Linked DNA regions of Zea mays: region 1 is linked to region 2. The links are chromatin contacts, called in public Hi-C maps. All regions are on one chromosome and are shown on one strand. Each heading gives the region's core, a stretch centred on a gene start, on an enhancer-like site or on the middle of the called end of the contact. The rest is flanking DNA. Distances are from core to core; before and after follow the strand shown. Region 1 overlaps LOC100278924. Region 2 holds the start of LOC103647445 (glutamate receptor 2.9).

What was found. A called contact is a pair of places that touch in the nucleus more often than the background predicts.
Region 1: a contact with region 2 is called in a Hi-C map of leaf, with 5 times the contacts expected there. The contact joins the enhancer-like site here to the promoter of LOC103647445 in region 2. A contact is called at or near these places in 2 of 25 Hi-C or Micro-C datasets (ear and leaf).

The regions. Positions count from the first base shown.
Region 1 is chr2:187,921,770-187,927,879 of Zm-B73-REFERENCE-NAM-5.0, forward strand. It overlaps LOC100278924, which reads left to right. Exons shown (of 12, transcript NM_001279411.1): 9 at 544-621; 10 at 2,207-2,275; 11 at 2,365-2,541; 12 at 2,930-3,347. The coding sequence ends at 3,232. Among protein-coding and RNA genes, the nearest start is that of LOC100278924, 16 kb to the left of the region's middle. Within about 2 kb of position 3,767, at least 19 of the 20 cell types and tissues checked have an H3K27ac peak or open chromatin away from gene starts, as enhancers often do. A contact at or near this core is called in ear and leaf, where this site is marked.
Region 2 is chr2:187,694,320-187,700,059 of Zm-B73-REFERENCE-NAM-5.0, forward strand. LOC103647445 (glutamate receptor 2.9) reads left to right here and starts at 2,129. Exons shown (of 4, transcript XM_008671986.4): 1 at 2,129-2,735; 2 at 4,666-5,740. The coding sequence starts at 2,363.

The sequences.
Region 1 (6,110 bases), core at 2,517-5,016, 230 kb after region 2:
ACAAGTCAAACTTCTTCTTAATTTTTTTCAATCCCATATAATCCATGTGTATTGGGAATAACCGAACAAGGCCGAAGTGAATTGTCAAGTGGTATCAAATTCACTGTCTAGCTTGTACGAAGAAATGAGATTGTATAAATTTCTTTGTTAAAGTATTTTTTCTAGGTCCACGAGGTCTCGTTGTGCTGCTAAAAGCATATCTTTTCCCATATATGTCGATGGGGATAGATGGATGCAGTTCATTGTACAGTTCTACAATTTCTGAATTTGATGATCGTATGAAGCTTAGTACCACATAAGATCAAAAATCTTGGGGAACTAAGGGTTGTGGAAAGGACAGGTTTGTTCCTGTGTTCAGTTAAACTGCCTTATATGTCGTCAGATTTAACCATATTACTATATTCAAGGTAGCACACTATGCTCTAGTTATGCTTATTTATCCATAGTTCCTTACTGAATTTTAAGTCTGCTCAATCTTAACATTTTTATTTTTTTCAATACGTCATGTCCCTATGCACTTACAACTCCCAGCTTTTTTTTCAGATAGATTTGGCTAGAGGGCTTCTAAGAAGAATAGTAAATGAGAAAGAATGTTTCTCTTGGACAAGTAGAGTAGGCCTGGTATGTTCCTTCTCCTTGGATTTTATTTCTTAAATAGTAAGTACTATATGCTTATTCATAGAGCAGAACTAGGGCCTCTTTCATTTGTCATTCTTTTAACGCTTAACAATGTAGACTCTCTCACATGTTTTGCCACCTTAGTTTATATTTATTCCTCTACTGCTCCTTTATCTCTTGCTTCAGCTAACAATGGTATATGAATGAAATAGCTATGAAGCATTTCTTTAGTGTTACTGTATGCAATGCTGGTTTTCTGACGTGAACATATATGCTATTAATATCATTCCCACCTTGGCGACGGTTCAGTTCAAATTCAATCATGACTTTGCCTTGTCACATAAGGCAAAGAAAAATTACTTTCCACAAATTAGTGATTGGAAAAATGGTCTCTTGTGTTGTTTTTTCTCCCTTGAACTTTTGTACTTTTTTTTTCTCGAATACGCAGGAGAACTGCGCATCATTATATTAAGTAGAGATTAAGGTCTAAAGAAGACCAAGAACAAAGACTATACAAAAAGGGGGGGGGGGGGGAAGAGGAAAACAAAGAAGAAAAAAAGAGAAAGAGAAATAAAAGGAGAAACAGCTAAGACAAAACCCCAAATCAAGGCCACAACCTTCTCAGTGCCTTAGCACCTTCCAATTCCCAAAGCCTGGCATCCTCATGGATATGCTGTAGAACGGAACTCGTGTTTGGAGAAACACCATAAAAAACATAAGCATTTCTGTGCTTCCAGATCCACCAAGCCACAAGAATAACCAATGTGTTGAAACCATCTCTGTGCAAAACTGGCACAAGACCTTCGGCCACACTCCACCAATCCTGGAACATAGATACGTCCAGCCCTGGTGACACAAGCTGCAGCCCCACTCTACTTAAGATCTGCCACCATATATTCCTGGAGAAGACACATGAAATCAAGATGTGTTGAATTGTCTCCTGCTGCTGATCACAAAGAACACATTTCCCCGGGTGGTCAAGACCTCTACGTGCTAGACGATCCGCTGTCCAGCACCTATTAAGGGAAGCAAGCCAAATGAAGAATTTGCACTTAGGGGGTTCCCAACTCCTCCATATCCTTTCACCCGGCTCAAATTCCACAGAACCAACCAAGAAACGTTGGTAAGCTGTTTTAGCAGAGATCTCCCCCGAAGCACCTGGTAGCCAACGGAAAGCATCAGGTACTCCAGGCTGCAACTGAATATATGGTGAACTTTTGTACTTAAATTGCCTTTTATGGGTTCAAACCAAAAACTGCTATAACCAGATCATGCACAGGCCTACTCCAATCCATATGGGTTGGTGAGGGATTGAGGTTGGAAATGAACTAATTTTTCAAATCAATCCCTCCCAACCCATGTAGTTGTCACACTACTGCATGGTAGTTCTCATAAATACCTAATGAAACTTATGTGCATGTATTTTGCGTATCAGAATGTGATAATCTGGAAACATAACTCGGTAGACTAATGCCATAATAACAGAGCATATGTAAAATAACTATTTATCTTCCACCAGTTTTACAAGTTTAAGCGTATAAAAATGAAAGTAATCATTTTTAAGTCAGTTTCTTTGCTGTTGCTAAAGGTCGCAGTTAAAGTTGAAAGCTTATCTGGATTCACCAACTCTCTTCTAAGGCCCCACGTATTTCCACAGGTGGTTTGTTTGTTACATTCTTATCTTGTATCCCTTCTCTGCTTTACTCTGTTTGTTAATATCTGAAGTTCTGTCTGTTGAAATTGTAGATTATCTTGAATGATCCAGTTGAGAAGTATATGGTTCCATTTCAAGAATCTCGACCATTACCCGCCGACTTAATATTGCGGAAGGTTGTGATGCGTTTGTTGAAAGAGCGTGCAGTTCCTCTTGTGGATGATTGGGGAGGATGCATTGGCATAGTTCACCGCGATGATTGTACCAAGGTATGCTGCGTTGTCTCCTTCAATTAGCGTCAGCAACACATGGTCGATCCTTGTACACAAAGCTAATGAAACGGTTGGCACTGGTTTCAGCGGCAGGGGCAGATTCCTTTTTTGCAACCTCGGTTTCTTAATGATTTTGGCCATGCTACCTATGTCTACAAATAAAAAGAAAACAAGACTAAATCCTTTTACCAAGTGTCCTTTAACTGAAAACATGTTGGAACTATGGTTAATTAGGGGGGGGGTTGATGTTTTACATCTTCCTCTACAATAAAAGAGTAGGGATGCACAATAAGGGATTCGAAGTGCTTTCCACCACTGAAAAACATCATGCCAGTAATTTGAGTTTCTTTTGAATCTGGACTTCATTTTTCCTTTTTTTTTCCAGCTGGACGCACCTCTTATTTCAATGTCTAGAGGGCCACCTCTGTGCGTACCTACTTCAACCACCGTGGAGCACGTCATTGACCTCCTCCTGAGAAACAAGTCCGAGATGGTGATCGTGGTGAAGAGTGGTAACATGTACGAAGGCAGCTACACATCCAGCTCAAGACCCTTGGGCGTTTTCTCCCTCGCCATACTATGGAGCTTCACCGGCGACTACTCGTCAGGATCAGATGATGTCCCCGACGCAGGCATCTCCCGGGCAGCAAAACCCAAACCAGACGCCGAGGCCTGCAACCACAGCTAGTTTGGTGTTTCTTTTGCTCAGCTTATAGCAACTCCGCGTCGTGTTGCCGGGCAAACTAGTCATGTAATGGTCCTCCAGTTGGACAAGGGGTGCATGCGAAAAAAGGTTTTGATCCTGACCTGCTGTGGCTGCGTGCTGCGTACGATGTCTTCTGATGCACAGAGCGAAAGTGACAGTGGACTGGAGATTTCCTCCCAGCCTTCGGTTGAGGCGCCCCACCGCGCAGTGATGGTCCTGAGTCCTGACCGGTTTGGTGGCATGTGGCATCCCTGCTCTCACTCACGGTGCCGTTTTCCGATCAGTAATTGGTAATCCCCTTGGTAACTAATTTGGGTCTATGCTAAGATGTTCACCGATCAGTAGTACTGTGCGCAGTGTATTGCTGCTGCCTGATGCTGGGACTGGGATACAGAATCCTCCTGTTGCCGTGCACAGTTGCTCTTATCTTCTGTGAACCTTCAGTATGGACTGGCAGGACAGTGGATATGTGTCGATGAACGGCCCGAGCACTCCGTTGGGGCCCCGCTTGGACGCCTCATGCCATAGGCCACAGGCCATAGCTAGCATTATCTGCCTTCTGGGAGGTGCATGTGCAGTGCATCTACCCATCTGGGAAGCGGTAGGTTTCCATTGGAGGGCTCTTTGCCTCTTTGGTAGTTTGGTCCCTGTTGTGTCATGCCAGGGTGTGGCACTGTTACGCTCGAAAGTCGAGAGATTTCTGGGTGGGTAGCTTGGGTAGGCCTGGGTGCTTCTGCCCCCTTGTCCAGGAGTGTCTCGGTCCAGCTTTGCATCATCCGTGTTAGTTGGACCGGTGTCACTACCCGGCAGTGACGGCTGGCGCCTGGCGCTCGTACTCGGGGTGGCCCGCCAGCGGCCGGGTGATTATTGCTGCCTGAAAGCATGGAATAATAAGGGCCTTAATTTCAATCCACGTGGATCGAGGATCGAAGGGGTTAAGGGTTTGTAAGTATTGAGAAGGATTGAAGGGATTAAATGTCTTCCAATTCAAAATTAAATAGAAGATGATTTAATCTCTATAAATCACCTTCGATCTCTGTGTGGCCAAGTAGGTTTAAATTCGTAGCATGTCAAAACCTTTGTTCATTCCTTCTCATCTATGTAAGGGCACGTACAATGGTATTTAATGTAGAGATTTTTGATGTGTCTAAAGAGGGTTTTTGCAAAAAAAAAATGTGAAGATGTCTCTGTCTTTGTAACCCAAGTATTAACAGATGTCTCAATTTCTACTGTACGAATTCGTCGTTTGTTCTATCGATCCGATGCTATACAAGCGCATATATTTATAGATACTCTATTGTATAGTAGAGTTTTTTTAGTTGTCTCTTATGCTTAGAGAACTAAATTGGTGTCTCTCCACTATATACACAATATATATATATATATATATATATATATATATATATATATATATATATATATATATATATATATATATATATATATATATATATATATATATATATATATATATATATATATATATATATATATATATATATATATATATGCCCTACTCATAATAACAAAACCTAAATACTTCCGAGAGACGGCCGCCGATCTAGCTAATCCTCGATCGGTGCAGAGAAAGGTAGCGTTTGGTTTCGTTAGATTCTAATGAGTATCTGTATCAACATCTCTCTATCCGAGAAGTCCTCATTAATGGAAGATAACCGAACGAGGGGCATCATTACAAAAAGACAAAAGTTACTATCTGACTCGTGACTTCCTTAGGTTAGGTAGCACAAAATCCAACGTATTAGCTGTGAATCCAAACAGTTTACAAGTATTAGATAATGCTACCAGAGTATACACTATCTGAATTCTAAAAATTCTTCGAGAACCAAACACAGCCAAAGCTAGCCATGCGTGCGTACGTGCATGATAGCTGCAAATCAGCTGGTCCTGTCTGCCAAGGAGGCCCAGGAGCCAATCACGTGGGCCTGTTTGGTTGGCTTCTTTCCTTAGCCTTGCTGCGTGACCTGGATCTGCTGAAGATACGATCAATTTCCTGCAGAGCCTGATCTAAGTTGTTTTGAATATCGTGCAAGCCTAGCTCCACATTTATACATAGACAACTAAACACACACCTCACATGTGTAGAGTCTAATTAATAACAGCCAAACAACAGCATATTGTATCCCACGATGTAAACCCAGTAAATATATGCAAGCAAACGCACAGCAGGGCATGGTGGAGCGGAGAGAGGGGTGGTGGCGCTGACGGTGCTACGACGAGACCAGCTAGAGCGTGGGTGAGGCGGTGCCAGTGCCAGACCACCGCCAGCGCCATGGGCGACACTAATGCCGCCTGTGGCTGCGGTCGGGGCCAGTGGCCAGTGGCCAGTGCACGGAGGCGGGAGGCGCTGGAAGCGAGGAGCCCAATGCGGTGAGGGGACGGGAGCGGGACAGTCGATAAAGAGAATAGAATCTGTGAACGGTTTATTTTTCACTAGTGATATGGTCGCTAATTTTAGTCAACTTCAGAAATTTTAGGTAAATCTAGAGTATTTACTGTATATAGGGCTCTGCTAAACATGCATGACCGTATATGCTTGCATGCATGCGGCCCCGGCCGTGTGGATCGGAGTCGGAGCACTAGAAAGTACGTGTGTTCCGTTTCGTTGTTACCATATGTCCCTTGCCTTTGACTTTGAGAGCAGTCTGCGATTCACAACAGGCGTGCGTGGCCAGGCAAAACGATACTAATAGTGACGCGCTTCCGTTAGAATCTATTATAAAAAATAGATTTAAAGATATCTATCAAAATGATACTAATTATATACTAAAAACATTAACATTTTCTTATATATATTTGGTAAAAAATTTAAAATAGTTGACTTCTCGAATGATGATAATAT
Region 2 (5,740 bases), core at 879-3,378:
AATGAAATCATGATTATGTTCTAAGTGCACCAGATCGATTTGTACGGCTACAATATTTTCTTTGGAGTCATCATAGATTTTTTTAGCTTCATACCAGCTTTGCATTGTGTTCTCCTTGAGTATGTATTACGGATTATTGGATTACTAGCTAACGTTTCCGTATTTCTACCCTCCATTGAACAATTTAACCACTTACAGTTCTTCCTCTCCCTATACTTTTTAAGTGGAAAACCAACCTCATATGCATAATGACTATAAAAATTGTATGCCTCATTGACATTTCCAAATGTCATACCGGTCCTAGGCACCATGCTTGGATCAGTACTTTCAGGCTGTGCATTAACATAATCATAAATCCAATAAATATAATATTAGTTATACTCTTAATGTCATAATGCATAAGTTTGATTAAATTGTAGAATAGACATAATCAAAGATAAACAACTTACATGGCTCCGTAGGATATTAGGTGTATCTTGTTCATGATCACTAATGGTCCTCATAGACACCATTTGATTTGCTGCTCCCATTGTTACAATTTCCATTGTATTGTCATCAATTTCCATTGTATTGTCATCATTGACCCCCGGCGCTCGTAATTCTGCAGGTGGTGTTACAATATTTTTCCGTGGACTCGCAGTACTGTTCGGAGATTCAAGTGTTAGGCTGGGTGATGCATGAGCTCCTCCCAGCGTCTTAAGTGTATGCGCTGCTGGTAAACCACCGCATGAGTCTACAGCCGGCCAACATATTTTACTATGTATTTACAAACCGATAGAACTCGTCAATTTTTAATGCACCTGATGCAGCACTGCGCCATGTTGCAGAAGAAACATCTCCTATATCTTGTTCTCCGCCGTCAGCCATGGGTCAACTATGAAGAGACGCCGTCAGTACCCTTTCTTATATGCACCGTGATGTCCAATTTCGTCTAGTCATGTTTACGTAATTTTTTGTGGTCATTTGCGGTATATTTAGTTTGTTCATGCATGCACAGAGATATTCTCGGAAACGTGACTACAACCGGGCCGGTTTTATCTCGGTTTGTTGAAACAATTTTTGTATTTACTTTACTAAATGAAACAAGTTACACAATTTTCTCTACATATTTATGGATCGAGTTTCCGCTGACCTGTATGCCATGCAATATTATCGAAAACTACCATTTATCGTTTGCGATTTTCTCGCGTATCCTGTTTACGCTAAAAGACAAACTCGTTATACTTCGTTTGTGAATGATTTACGCTTTGGTCCGACCAGCCTAGAAAAACTGCGCGTTGCCCGGATCAGCAAATTAGTGGGGCTTTCCGGTACTAATGGAAGCCCTGGGCTGTCGCTGCCGGTGCCAGCCAGGCAGCCTACCACCTCCGACGACTCCAGCAGCTAAGGTCGTCGTCGCGTCGCACACTTGCACAGAATCCTTTATTCTCCAGACATAATCCGAACTAATAATAATAATATCCAATATATATATATATATATATATATATATATATATATATATATATATATATATATATATATATATATATATATATATATATATAATAGACTCCATGCTGTATAATGCCTGGATGACGGTCGCTATCAAGTATGTTCTGGCTTTGCAACTAACTTATGTCCATTCTCCTAAATTCGCACGAGATCGATCTCGCCAGCCGCTGAAGAAAATTCCATCCAGCTTGACCCGTTCCAGTGGCCGGGACGGGACGTGAAGCAACGCCAGACTGGAGTTGTGGAATTCAGCCTCCAGAAGCTGCTGTGCCCAAGGCATTGACCGCACCAAAGCGTGTGACTAGACGGCTCCTCGCGCCTCCCACGGCGCCACAGCTAGCCACGGCCCGCTTGAAGTTTTCTCGCCCTAGCCGCGGACTGGTCGTCGTCGCGGTCCTGCCGTGCCGACACGAAAGTACGCGGGGGCTCGCGTTGCGTCGCCGGCCGAAGTACCAATCGCTCTGCAGCTTCAGGCTTCAGCCATGGACATGTGTACAGTACAGAAGATCCCATCCGGTCCTTAGCCTCGGCTCCACCTCCGCGGCACGGGCGACGCCGATGTAGAATTTCGCGGCAAATGTGCAGCGGCGCCACGCGGTTTTAATAAGCGCGCGCGCGGGGGTGACCGCGACGCTGGCTGGCGCGATGCGCATCTGCCGTACCGTTGAGCGCGTCACTCAGTCTCCGTGTGCTAGCTTAGCTTGTGAGAAACGGAAGCTGAGATCGTCGAGGCGTGGCGCGGCATGTTGCTGCATCTGGCCCTGTAGTAGTGTACATAGGCAGGCACCGCCGCACCGTGCGTCCGTGCCTGCTACTCAGGGCAAACTACTAGCTAGCTAGTCGGTTTCTCCTTCAGGTGACTGTCCCCATGATAGCGGGAGCGGCGGCTGCAGGTCAGCTGCTGGTCGTAGCGGGGGGCGCGCGCTCGTCTGGTTCCGCGGCGCTCCCGTCTCGTCCTCTCGCTCTCCTCCTCCTCCTCCTCCTCCTCCTCCTCTGCCTCGTCGGCGCCGAGCAGGCGGCCCCTACACCCGGTGCCGCCGGAGAGAGGCGGCGCGTGGACGTGGACGTGGGTGTGATCTTGGACCGCACGACATGGCTAGGGAACATCAGCTGGGCGTGCATGGAGCTGGCCCTCCAGGACTTCTACGCCGACGACGACGACGCCGGCTACAGCACCCGGGTCAGGCTGCACCTCAGGGACGCCCCGGCCGGGCCCAGCGCCGTCGACGCCGCGTCCGCAGGTACGTACGATGTCCTGCTTTATTTCAGCATCCGCACTAAGACTTGCAAATAAATCCACACTGCGATGTAATCGAATCAGCTTGTCCGGGCTTCATGGCCTCATGGGAAGAGCTCACATTATCAGCTAGCTGTACTATACGGTTCTTGTACCCCGTTGGTGGTTAGGCCTAGGCCGCGCGCGGGCAGGGAGCGACGACTTGCGAGAGCTAGCCATCTTGAGTTGAGGTCATTGTTGGTGGTTAGGAACTCTGAACGCCCGACGTGACGATCGTGAAAGGTATATATCGCAAAGCAATTCCCTAACAAACTAAATGTTAGGATAGCACTATTAGACAAGCAATTTTTATACACAGTTCTACAGACGGTTGTAACCTTCTCTCGGCGACACGTGTCCAGCTACCAATCTGAAAATAACTGACATCGCAGTAAAATTAGTAATAATTATGAAGATTTTTAAATAAGACAAGCCGCGTATATAGAGTGGTCGAGGACGAGACACCGCGATCGGTGTGGGGGGAGTGAGTGCGAGCTGGCTCCACCACCCAATGCTCATAGAAGGATGAGACATCGGCCACCGGCGTGGGGGCCCAGCTCGCGGCCTCGCCGGACAAGAACAAGCCTCATCGAGCTACTGGCCGGTGACAGAGAACGCGAGGCCGGAGAAGAATGAAGACGAGGAATACTCGATAGAGAGGGCGCGATGCTTACCGATTCCTTTTTGGCACCGTCTGCAGATATTGTACAGTCTTTGTCCCAAAACAAATATACTTTTAACACTAGAATTGAGCTTACGAAAACTCGCATGCTGGGCTCGTAGAAAGGCCGCACATCCGCGCGCGCGGTTGTGGTCGGGTCGACCCAAGCCAGGAAGGCCCAATAGTCATTGTGGTGTGTCAGGTCCGACTGACGGCCCGCCGTTAACGAAACCCGACACTAAGCTGTGTCCAACAAGGACCGCTAAATGGTTCTGTCCGCTAAATTTAGCAGACGACGACCTCCTCTCTTCATTCAACAAAGAGTGCTGAATTTTTCGATAAATTTAGAGGACGTACTTGCACACCCCAAAGGTAGCGGCTCTCTGCTATCCGCTAAATGCTAGTTCTCTCTTCTTGCCACATCGAGGTGGTCCCACACTCCCACTAGCGCTCGCTCGTCTTCCTCCTGAAGACACGCAACATTGTCAGACAAGCTGGCCCCGAACGATAAATTATATTAATTAAGTTGGTACATTAGAGAGTATTAAGATATAGATGATCGAATTTAGGGGATGTTGTTGGAGATGGAGAAAATATAGAGTACAGAATCATTTAGAGAGTACTGTAAAGTATAAAGAATATTTATTTAGAGGATAAAATTTAGAGGACGTTGATGGAGATAGCCTGACTCAGCCCAAAGCGGCTGCACACGGAATTCGAGCCCGTAGGAACATGCCAACATCCCGCTCCCGCACCGGCACTTTTCGGGTGGCGACGCTTCCGGCGGCGGAGGGTTCTCTGTCTCCCGTCCCGCGCCGCCGGGGGCTCTACCGATCCGCTCCTGTCGCCCTCGTCGTTTGCTTTTTCTCGGCATTTTAAGAAGGTATCCTTCTACTCCGCGGCCACATTTGGGTTTGTAGGATTACACAAATTTGGGGTTTCCCATGGTTCTCCCCGTGAGAGTTACGAACTTACGATGCCCAAGCCCACTACATGCATTCTATAACGTTGCTCATCCTTGCTTTCTTTTTGGATAAACACATAGATTCGTACTTTAAGGACACCTTTTTTTTCCCTTCTGAAGTTTCCCTTTCGCATCCTAGTCTAAGAATGCTCGAAGGTTTCAAACTGATTTTGCATGTCCCGGTAGGATGAATGAATAGCACCGAACTTTTTCAGTTTCATGAATGGTTACTAGCTGACATATGTTGCGCGTCTTTGGGAAACACTGCAGGTGTTGATCTACTGAAAAATGTCCATGTGCAAGCAATCGTCGGGCCACAGACATCTACTCAAGCTAAATTTCTTGCAGAGCTTGGGAACAAGGCATCAGTTCCAATCATTTCCTTTTCTGCAAACAGCCCATCCCGTTCACCCAGCCAGACCCCATATTTCATCAGGACGGCATGGAACGACTCCTGCCAAGCTGAAGCTATTGCTTCACTTGTCCAGAACTACAATTGGAGGGAGGTCATCCCTATCATCGAGGACGATGATTCCAACGCAAGGTTCATCCCTGACCTCGTTGATGCCCTGGGACATGTTGATACTCGTGTTCCGTACAGGTGCAAGATCCATCCTTCAGCTGGAGAGGATGAGATAAAGCGTGCTATATCAGGCCTAAAAGAAAATTGGACAAGTGTCTTTGTTGTGCGCATGTCATATCAGTTAGCCCTTAAGTTTTTCCAGCTTGCTAAGGATGAGGGAATGATGGGCCAGGGCTATGTCTGGATTACGGCATATGGTCTGACAGATATCTTCAATGTAGTTGGTTATCCTGCACTTGAAGTGATGGAAGGTGTAGTTGGGATCGAGCCTTATGTTCCAGAAACTGTGAAACTAAACAAATTTAGACGGAGATGGCGTGAGAAATATAGGTCGGAAAATCCTGGTACATCAATTAATGAGCCTATAACGTCTGGTCTATATGCATATGATACAGTATGGGCAATAGCATTAGCAGCAGAGCAGGCCGGATTTGTTAATTCAGACTTTGTGCTGTCCGAAACAAACAACGGGTCCACTGATTTCGACAAAATAAGTGCTTATAAGGCTGCTGAAAAATTTCGTGGTGCATTCTTGAAGGTTAATTTCACAGGCATTAGTGGGCAATTTGTCATTCAGGATATGCAGTTCCAGTTAGTATCAACAACTTACAAAATTATCAATATAGCTGGTCGGGAGAAGAGAGCAGTCGGTGTTTGGACTCCAGGATTGAACATGTCCAAAATTCTAGAAAAGAAAGATGGTATCAGTACTATCATATGGCCAGGAGGCAGTGAAAACACACCTAGAGGATGGCTTTTGCC